Linked DNA regions of Anser cygnoides: region 2 is linked to region 1. A link is a contact called in public Hi-C data. All regions are on one chromosome and are shown on one strand. The core of a region is the stretch at or near the end of the contact, and the rest is flanking DNA. Distances in the headings are between cores, read along the strand shown.

Region 1 (4,943 bases), core at 1,177-3,676:
AAGCCACCAAGATTAGTTAGAATTTATTTTATTCACAAGGGGGTTTACGGTTTTCTTTCCGAAAGGATTATATCTCTCCATATATATTTAGGGTGGCTTCAGCCATAAAGCAGTTAGGTTAGAGGGAGAAGAAGCGCACGTGTGTATAAAATAAAAACTCTGCTGCAAGAATGACAGTCACTTGAAACTCCGGGACAAAGCAGCGGTTCTGGATAGCCTCACTGGTCTGCTTTGAAGGCTATGTAAGCTGCCTTTTTTCCTTGCAAGACCCCATTCCAAAGTCAGTGCACAGAGAGCAGACCCTGCTCAGCGTGAGCTCCTGTTCCCACGGCCACTGCTCCTGGCCGAGGATGTCTGCAGAGCCAGCACCAGACACTGGCTCGGGCAGGAGAGGTCTGCAGTGCTCGTTCAGCATCGAGAACATCCTCTCCAGCCCGGCAGAGAGGAGCTCCCAGGTCCTGGTCCCGCTCTGCCTGCGGGGCATCTTGGACCGCACGCCCAAGGGACTGCGCCAGCTGGAGGCCATCACGGCCAGCAACCTGCAGGAAGAGGAGGAAGAGGAAGAAGAGCTGGAAGGTGCAGGTTGCAACTGCTGCTGCTGCTCCCACACGAGTGCCCGGCCCCTGCAGCACTCTCCGAGTTGGCTGGGTGAGTGGTTGGGGTTGATGTGCTGCATGCGGCTTGTGGAGGGGCTGGTGCTGACACTGGGTAGAGGGGAAATGCTGGGCATTGTGTGACGGTGTGGCACTACATGGCCTGCTACAGCCCCAGCTCGGCTTCCTCAGACTGCTGGATCCGTTTTCAGTGTGGCTGGTGAGAGCAGGCACTTTACCTGCAATGTTGCCAGGGTTTTAAAAACAACAGGTGCTATTTATCACCAGGTATGGCTGCTTTATTGTAAAACACACAGAGAGGCTGATCCTTCCAGGGGTGGAAGTTCTTCAGGGAGTGTGGGGCCCCATGGTCATGCTGCCAGTACACAGAGCTGTGCCTGAGCTTCACGACACAACCCACCCTTGGAAACCTCACTTGTCCTTTAAGGGAAAGATATTTTTGGTTACATCTAGTAAAACTGCTGCATCTGGAAAAAAAAAAAAGTAGAAAACCTCAAGCATGTGGTTCAAAAGTATCCTGAAAGTTCAGAAATCCCCCATGTCATGGTGGAGTCACAACTTCTATCTGCTCTATAAGTTTCTGGCCATTTTCTGGATCTGGCCACTGTGTAATTCGCAAGTAAACAAGGAAAGCACCACCAGTGCTCCCTGCCTGCACACTTTTCCCTGAGTGATGCCCTAAGCCCTTCTCACGCTTGCATCATGATTATGCAGCTTTTCATCCATGCCAGCTGGCCGGCTGTGCTCCTTCCACCTCACAGGTGTGGATGCAGTCTGTGCCTGACCTGCCTCGAGCCAGGGCTGTGTTTTATCCCCTTGTCCCCATGGCGCTGACTGTCCCTCTCCTTGCAGATGCCAGGTTACCCTGGCCCATGCGGCTGCTTCACTCGGCAGCCAGAACCTGCAGGAGTCCCCAGGGCAGCCCGAGCGAGCTGCAGGCTTTCCAGCAGATCCAGCGCCGGACACGCCGCCATCGCACCATATTCACCGAGGACCAGCTGCAGGCCCTGGAAACACTTTTCCACCAGAACCAGTACCCAGACGTCATCACCAGAGAGCACCTGGCGAACCGCATCCACCTGAAGGAGGAGAGGGTGGAGGTGAGGTCCTGCAGCCCCGTGAGGTGCCAGGAGGAGCATTGTGCCTCTCTGCTTGCTGTCACCCCAGGGGAACACTGAGGCATTGTGCTGTCTTTTTTGGGAGCTGCAGGTGCAGGGCTTCAGTGTGAAACCTTTCTTGGGTATTTGACAAAACACAGTTTAGGTTTGGCAAGTAATGGCAGAGTATAAAACTGCTCGGCTGGGTTATTTATTCTGGCTTCTGGTGCCATGAACGCACCCTGTCACTGAACCACCTGTACAAACATGGACGTGCCCGGTCCTGCTCCTGCCCCGCACCTGAGCCCGTGTCCCTTATGTATGCCATCACTCGGGGAGGGCTGATTACACTCTGTATTACATTTATTGTGGGGGAAAGTTTATGTGGGGAATCGCATTGATCGCAGCGGGTGTTCACTTCTTGTTTTACACTTCCAGGTCTGGTTTAAGAACCGCCGGGCCAAGTGGCGGCACCAGAAGAGGGCGTCCGCCGCGGCGCTGGGCCTGCAGGGCGCCAAGGAGCCCCCAGCCGGAGCCCCCTGCGGTCGGGGCAGCCGGGAGGACGGCGGCGAGGCGGCACGGCCCTTCCCGGCCCCGGCTCGGGGCACGGCGCTCGGGGGGCGCCCCGGGTAGGCCGCGGGCTGAGGGGGTGCGGGTTGGGATCAGGCCGCGCCGTTGCCATGGCAACGGGCCGCCAGGGGGCGCCGTGACGTCACCGCGCGGCGCCTACGGCGGCTGAGGAGGCGCCATGATGGCGGCGGCGGCGGCGGCTCCCGGGGCGTCCGCCGGGGCCTTGGTGCCCGTGGCGGCCGAGAGGGAGGCGGCGGCGGCCCGGCCGGCTCCCAAGAAGATCCTGGATGAGGAGGCGTACATCGAGGTGGGCGGCGGGCGCGACCGGCCCCGCGCCGTGCCTCCACGGGTGCTCGCGGCCTAGCCTGGGCCCGGCCCCAGCGCCCGTGCGCGGCCGCCCCCGGGGGTCCCCGCAGCGTCCCAGCGATTTATTCTTGTGTTTTTCTCCCTGCTCTTAGAGTTTAGAGAAGATCATTCAGCGGGACTTCTTTCCCGACGTGGAGAAGCTGCGAGCGCAGAAGGAATATCTGGAGGCTGAGGAAAACGGTGACTTGGAGAAGATGAGGCAAATCGCTATAAAGTTTGGCTCCTCGCTGGGCAAATCGTCGAGGGACACCCCTGTGCCGTGTAAGAGCCGCTCACCGGGGCTGCCCTAATGTTTAAGCTGAGAGTATAGGTAGTTTCCACAAAAAAACACAAACAAACAAACAAAAAAAGTGTGCTTTGTCTTTTTATGCTGTGGGATATGCAAGAGAGAAAAAAGTCTGTCTTAACTGTTTGTAACTTTATTTATTTATTTTTTATTAGTTTTATTAAAGGTGAAAGGTTTTATATTTAATTTTATTGCTCTTTTACCTAACTTTGTGCTGGCGGTGGTTATCTTAAGTCCCATGTAATGTTAGTCTTGATTCTTTAGCATACCACAGTCAGCAGTAGCCAGTATCTGGTGACTGGTGCTGAATTGCTCCCTGATGGTGTTTAATAATGCCTTTTAGAAGGAGTGCTGTTGGGGGAGTGGGGGCGGAAACAGCTGCAATGTAACCATAACTCAGAGCCACATTTTGCCAAGCTCGTGTGCTCTAGGGAAAGTTACATGTTCTGACTTGCAATATTACAGTATCAGCAGCTCTGGGCTATGTTCTCAGTCATTATTATATTTTTAGGAGTTTTTGTTGCAAATGTAGGTAAAGAAGATTTTCATATATTTAGGAGGGAAGTTGTTGAAAGTTCATGACTGTCAGAGGTTTGTGTAGCAGGCATCTGATGCCCTGTTGTATGTTTGCTTTTTATGTTTTATACTGAAGCCCAGTGCCTGGATGAGCTCTAGCTGCGCAGTTTAGGTAACTAGCTTTGTCATGGCAAAAGAACACGTGTCACCAAGTGGCTTCCTTTCCATCCCTACCATAGGTGCTAGCACTCACCTGGGTTAAGATTGTTAACAAGCTCACACTGCTGCTTCTGTTGGTTAAAGCTGAACATAGGATGGCAAATACACGGGGCCTTGGCTCTCCTGTGTATTTTTCTCAGCAGGAAAAAAATGTCTTAGAGCAAAATCTTGTTCAGTAATTGAAAAGACTATTTTATAGTCTTTTCACAAGTTTTTAATTAAACTGTTTTTCTTGTGATACATCTTCTGTGACTCGTGTTTGGTACGTGACCCGTACTGTGATGCAAGATACCACAGCAAATGTCCTGTTCTGTGCTCTGGTAACCATGTGAACCTTCTTGTTTCTGTCTCAGATGTTACTCCGGCCACATTTGAAACCCCAGAAGTGCATCCAGGTGGTCTTCCACTGGGGAATAAATCCAAAGCTGGCATCAAAGCTGCAGAGGAAGGTAGGAGAATGATGTTCCTGTAGCTGAATTCTTCAGCAGCAGGAAAATATGTTTGTGAGCTCTGTCTCCTGGAAAGGTTTTAGGTATTTAGCTGATGTTTAAGCAGTTTCTATTAACCTTCTAAGTAAGTGAAAATGATCACTTGGGAGTTGGACTTGATGTAATGTTTCATATCAGGTGTGTGAGTACTCAGTTATGGGTCTCTTTAGGGCAGTGCAAATTCTTAATTCAGTTGATTGCTTTGAAAGCAGTAATTTTTTCCTGTGTCACCTGAAATTAGGGTCAATAAGCAACGATGGCAGGGGTAGAGATATTTGTATAGTGTACTGCGGAGGTCTGCTAGCAGCTGTCCACATTTTCCCTTTAACACAAATGGCTATAAATGCCATAAAAGCCTTTATGTGAAAATTAGTTATGTCTTCTAGGAAATTAATATTGTACCACTCTGCATGTATTATATACTTTTTTCACTAGGTTTAATTATTAGTGGGTCAGTAGAAGGGTAGCTCTCAGAAAGGATTACGAGTTATGTGTAGGTCTCTTATAGAAAGGGAGGTATTAACCTTTCTCAGGCTTTTTCCCTCCTCTTGTTAGGAGAAGCAGAAAAAGATGGTAAAGATGCACTTCCCAATTTGGACAGCTTCTTAGCAAAACACACGAGTGAAGATAATGCTTCATTTGAGCAGATCATGGAAGTGGCCAAAGAGAAGGAGAAAGTCAAGCATGCTTGGCTGTACAATGCAGAAGAGGAGTACACCCAGGTAAGGAAATGGCTCAAGTGTAGCTCTGCTCTTCCAAACTGACACAACACAGAAACACCATTTTG
Region 2 (4,888 bases), core at 185-2,684, 35 kb after region 1:
CTGATACATAGGAATTCTACAAAAGAGTTTAAGCTGGAAAGTGAAAACAGGTTCATCAGTATGGAAATTGTTTTACAAATAGTTCTGCGAAATAGCTTGAAATTGGGCTGGACAATTGTGCAAGTCTGGGTGGGGCCTGGCGTACGTACTGCTTAGAGTGGGAATTGCATTCTGAATTCATTGCATAATCTAACATGTAAAAGCTACCAGAGCATGTTTTTGTTAAACTTCGCTTCTGAGACGCGTGAACAAGTTGTCTTAAGTGCATGACAAGAAGTAAAAGGGGAGCACTGTGGTGATGGCTGCTGCTGGCTCCCCAAGCTCACAACTTCTCCAGCTAGAACTGGGCTTGGGAACATTGTTCAAACGTGGATTTCCCTTCCTCCTCTTCTCTTAAGGACACCAACGTATTTTCAGATATGTGAAAGGAGCAAACTTAAGAGAAACTACGTTGTCACTTTTTTTGGAATTGGTTTTGAAAATCCAATTTAGAAATCTGAGAAAATGTTTTGTTCTCATGTTATCAACTTGTATTCCTGTTAGTATTTCGTAAGTGGGAAACCTACTGCTAAATGATATCCTTATTCCTTGTAGATGACGATAATGTAGGAGTAGAGTCTACCGCGGTCTGATCAGAACACTATTTCCCGTGCAGAAAGCTGAACTGAAGTGTGTATGATTGCGTGAACCAAAAATCTGCCAGATAGATCTTGCGTGGTGTTTTTATGAGGAAGTTTTTACTACAGACGTCTGATAGAGTTCTTTCATAAACGCTGTACGCAGGCCCTCCTGTCTATTAAAGCTGTAAACGTCCAGTTTGAAATACGGAAGTGATCTGGAGCTCAGCAGATTTTAGCAGGCTGAGTTAGCCAGAGCTTTTGTCCATTACACTTACTCTATATGTATTTAGACTCAGAGGAATAAATAACACTTTAAACAAAACAAAACTTTCTTCTTTCCTAGAGCTCCGTTGCACCCCAGGGCAGTTTGCGTGTCGGAGTGGTACCATCCAGTGCATCCCTTCAAATTGGCAGTGTGATGGATGGCCCACCTGTGAGGACGAGAGTGATGAAGTTGACTGTCCAGGTAATGCTAAGAAGACCACTTATCCCAATATCACCTTGTTTTTCATCAGTACTTTAACTCCTTTTTTTTTTTTCCTAAGATCATTTGCTTATTCTTATTTGGAAGTAGACATTGTTCCATAGAAACGCACCCCTTTAGTAATAAACTTTTTCAGTTTGTGGGGCTAATGCTACAAACACTTTTTTCAGTTGTCAGAGTTGCACTTCAATTTAACAGCCCGAGTAGGTATGCTGGAGGTGAGGAGAGTTTGTTGTCTAAGAGGCTTTCATGGCAGGGAAAAATCATGTTGCAATTAAGTCAAAATGACACGTAGGCCTGAGGTTAAATTCTGAATTACAGTTTTGGTTGTATGAGTGTATCACTCAAACTGTGCTGGGTGACAGTGCTGGACTAGGTAGAGAGCTTGGTTTATTGCTACCTGTTCTGATTATGCTGCATGTGCTTATGTGGAGAACTTTGATCTGCCAAGCAAGCTGGTGTATTTACTCTTCACAAGCTCATGTATGTTTTCGGGGGCCTATTACCTACCAGCAGTGGTTCTCTGTTACAGCTGCTGGATACTGAGCTGTCTTTTTTTTAATATTTTTTTTTTGTGAACACAGAATCACAAATACGAGCATTCACATTTGTGTTCTTGACAACCTGGCCAGTGCAATTCTTTTTCTGTGTACCTTAAAAGAGGAGGGACCTGTAGTTTTTTTTCCTAACAACAATGCAGCAGGAATGTGAAAGCGTGGCGCAGTTCAAAACTCCTATCTCTACAGTGTGACTAAGCTGTGCCCAAAAACTTTCAAGAAGCTCTGCCATTGATCTACGTAATTTGCTTGGTAGAGAATCACACGAACTTCGCAGCATTGTCATCACAGCGTTAAGTCTGTCATCATTCTGAGTTTTAAGCTATTTTAGTTAGAGGTGCTACAAAATAGTAGCATCAGTATTTTACAAGAACAAGCTGTTGTAAATATATTTTTAAGTGGAGATAATACAGTAAATCTAACAAACTTTGAAACTGCTTTAGTTAACTCTCTCCCCACTGTGCTGCACAATGACGAGTGAAAGAACATGTTTGGTGCTCTTTTTAGAAGGCTTTTGGCTAGTTTCTGTGACTGTGTATTTGCAGTGGGGGAGGCGGGCAAAAATCTATTGGTAGTTTCTTCTGACACCAAAAATTAAGCCATGTCATTGATGCAACTTGTGTTTAAAGTTCTTATCAAGGATGCGGATGTCCTTAAAGAAAGTTGCTTTTATAGTTGTGCTGTTATTCTTCTTCCTTTCGAGCTAATTTTAACCAAATGTGAAGAACTAGAGGGATCTAATAAAGGAGGTTAACGAAAGTGAATAGCTAGGTAAAAACAGTCACGTTAATACTTGAATTTATTCAAAATGCCCTGAAGGCTTGACTTGTGGGGATATTGAAATATCCCATTAGTGCAAAACAAGGTTTTTATCTTCTTAACCTACAATATCAGTCAGCAATCTTAAGGTGTTGCGTGAAGGATGTAATAGGATGATGATGACAACTCAATGACTGGATTTCTGAAGAATATTTGGTATGTGGCTGGGAGAAATGTTTGTAAAAATCTAACATTTCTCAGTAGATAGGCTCTGCACCTGCGTTTGGGGTGCAGATCTCATTGGACTGCCTGGCCTGACACAATGAGGAGAACTTCAAGGAATTAAAAGCATGTGGGAGAGACTTGATTCATCCCCATGTCTGTACATGGGCAGAGGAGAACAACAGAGCACCATAAAGAATCTTAGAGGGGGAAGTGATGGATAGCATAGAGGAGGAAAGTGCTCCACTTGATGAGAACATTAATCGGATAAGTAATTGGTGAAAAGGCTGTACGGAGCTAAAACAGCCAGAAAGCTGGGTGTGGCAAGGACTGAGATATTTGCACAGTAATGCAAGGAGTGTAGCCAGCAAACCAGAGGAACGAGAACTACTGGTGTAGGACATAAAACTCTATTATACCTGTAACGAAAATTTGGTGGGATAGCATTGTGACCTGAAATGGGCGTTGAAGGGTATGCGTTATTCAGAACTGTCAGGAATAAGGGCGAGTTGGTCTGCTGGCGTGCATATGAATGGTGCCTTGGAGTATGAAAAGGGATGGAATGAATAAAAGTAATTCTGCTGAGGCCACTGTAAGTTTGGAGGAGCATGGTTTTCTTATGCTGGGAAGAGTATTAAATCTGGGAGCAGTCGTAGGACCGGCTGACTGCTGAGACATTGACTGGGGAACTAAAGCAACTAATAATAGTAGCGCACAGTCATAATCGAGAGTGATAACTTTCTTCTTTGGCCACTGAATTAACAAGAAATGATGCAGCTTTAAATTTAGAAAATACCTTCAGATTTAGATGAGTAATTGTAAGATGATTCAGCTAAACTTAAATACTTTGTAATTAAGGTCCTTAATTTCAGTAAAGGCAGACAACACTAAAAGAACTAGCTAGTGAAGCCACCTGGACTTGTGAAACTTGGATCATTAAAGTATCTTCAAATTAAAAGGGATGAAGTCTCTCTGAAGCATTAAGAGAAAGCTTGCAAAGGAAGGGCTATGAGTCTGGTTGTGCAGCCTGTACTTTTCGGCCTTTGAGCTACTATTGGCACCCTGTAACATAAGTCAGAAAACATCAGTGGTGGTGAAATAGGTTTTTGTGGTGTTGATGAAGGTGTGTTTCAATGACTGCTTTGTCATTTTGCTATTTGCAAGAACTTAATACAAAGCCATTGTAAGTTCTTTGGCACCATTCACCTTTTTTTCAGCCTGATTTCATTCGAGTTAATAACAAACCTCCTATTGAACTAGGAGGATCGTTCTGTAATAAAATTGTTTGGTGATTGTGTTGTCCAAAGTACAAGAAACACCCCCAAAACCTAAGACTTTCCTGTTAGGATCATTTCTTCTAGCATCTTTTTCGGAATACAATTAGGTAAGGCATTCATTCATTGACAGTCTGAGTAAGTGTGTCATATGCCTATTTTTGTCAGACCACACGTATACAAAATATACATATTTACAAGACTGTTATCGTAGCTGTTCTTATGGTCTCTTTTCAGAATGACTATTTTCTTTTAAACATGGAATTCCCTTCAGCTCCAGACTTGCAAAGTGTAAAGTGCTGTCTCCCTTGCCCTTCCCAGGAGGCATGCAATTGTTAGTGGAATCTGCATCAGTGATTACCCTCAATTCATCTATCTGGTAGACTAAAACTTTTTCCTGCTTGCTCTTGTTAGTGTACTAAAAATTGTTGGGAGGATTTATGCTGCATGTGTCTGTAACTCTATCCTACTTGAACAGTGGAGACTCATGAAATCTGTGTACTGTTCCATATCAACAGTAATTGTTCCTAAAAATAATTTATCCCAAGGTGGTGTATTCTGTGAAATGGTAGAAACAGGCATTTCTTACAAATGGGGTTTTAGTATTCCTACTAATTTTCTATTTACTGTTCTACACAAGAAATTGAAGTAGTAACATAACTTCTTCTACCTTTACAGAAGTTCCATGTTTGAACCCACAAGAAGGAAGGGCTCTGCAGTTTGCCTTTTTACTGCTCATTGGATTTCCAGCTTTGCTTCTGCCAAAATACCAGATCAGCTTCTCTAAATATCCTGCCCTCTCTGTAGGCTTTCTGGTTAAACAAAACTCACTATCAGCAGCCCACGTAGAGCAGGGTTTAGTATAGCTCTGGCTGTTCACCTGTTTTATTTTTATACTACAGGCTAGGTGCTTGTATCTGTTGCGTATGAACAGAAAATTGATGTCATAAATTCTTGTGCTTTTCGCAAATC

Evidence for each region. A called contact is a pair of places that touch in the nucleus more often than the background predicts.
Region 2: a contact with region 1 is called in a Hi-C map of liver, with 2.6 times the contacts expected there. The contact joins the enhancer-like site here to the promoter of ESS2 in region 1. A contact is called at or near these places in 2 of 7 Hi-C or Micro-C datasets (both in liver).

Annotation. Positions count from the first base shown.
Region 1 is chr17:9,827,014-9,831,956 of Taihu_goose_T2T_genome, forward strand. ESS2 (ess-2 splicing factor homolog) reads left to right here and starts at 2,427. Exons shown (of 10, transcript XM_048063938.2): 1 at 2,427-2,588; 2 at 2,740-2,908; 3 at 4,022-4,117; 4 at 4,712-4,878. The coding sequence starts at 2,460. GSC2 (goosecoid homeobox 2) reads left to right here and starts at 351. Exons shown (of 3, transcript XM_066979159.1): 1 at 351-576; 2 at 1,467-1,714; 3 at 2,150-2,344. The coding sequence starts at 351. The coding sequence ends at 2,344.
Region 2 is chr17:9,863,322-9,868,209 of Taihu_goose_T2T_genome, forward strand. It overlaps DGCR2 (DiGeorge syndrome critical region gene 2), which reads left to right. Exons shown (of 10, transcript XM_048063936.2): 2 at 964-1,086. Among named protein-coding and RNA genes, the nearest start is that of DGCR2, 21 kb to the left of the region's middle. Within about 2 kb of position 1,435, at least 2 of the 3 cell types and tissues checked have open chromatin away from gene starts, as enhancers often do. A contact at or near this core is called in liver, where this site is marked.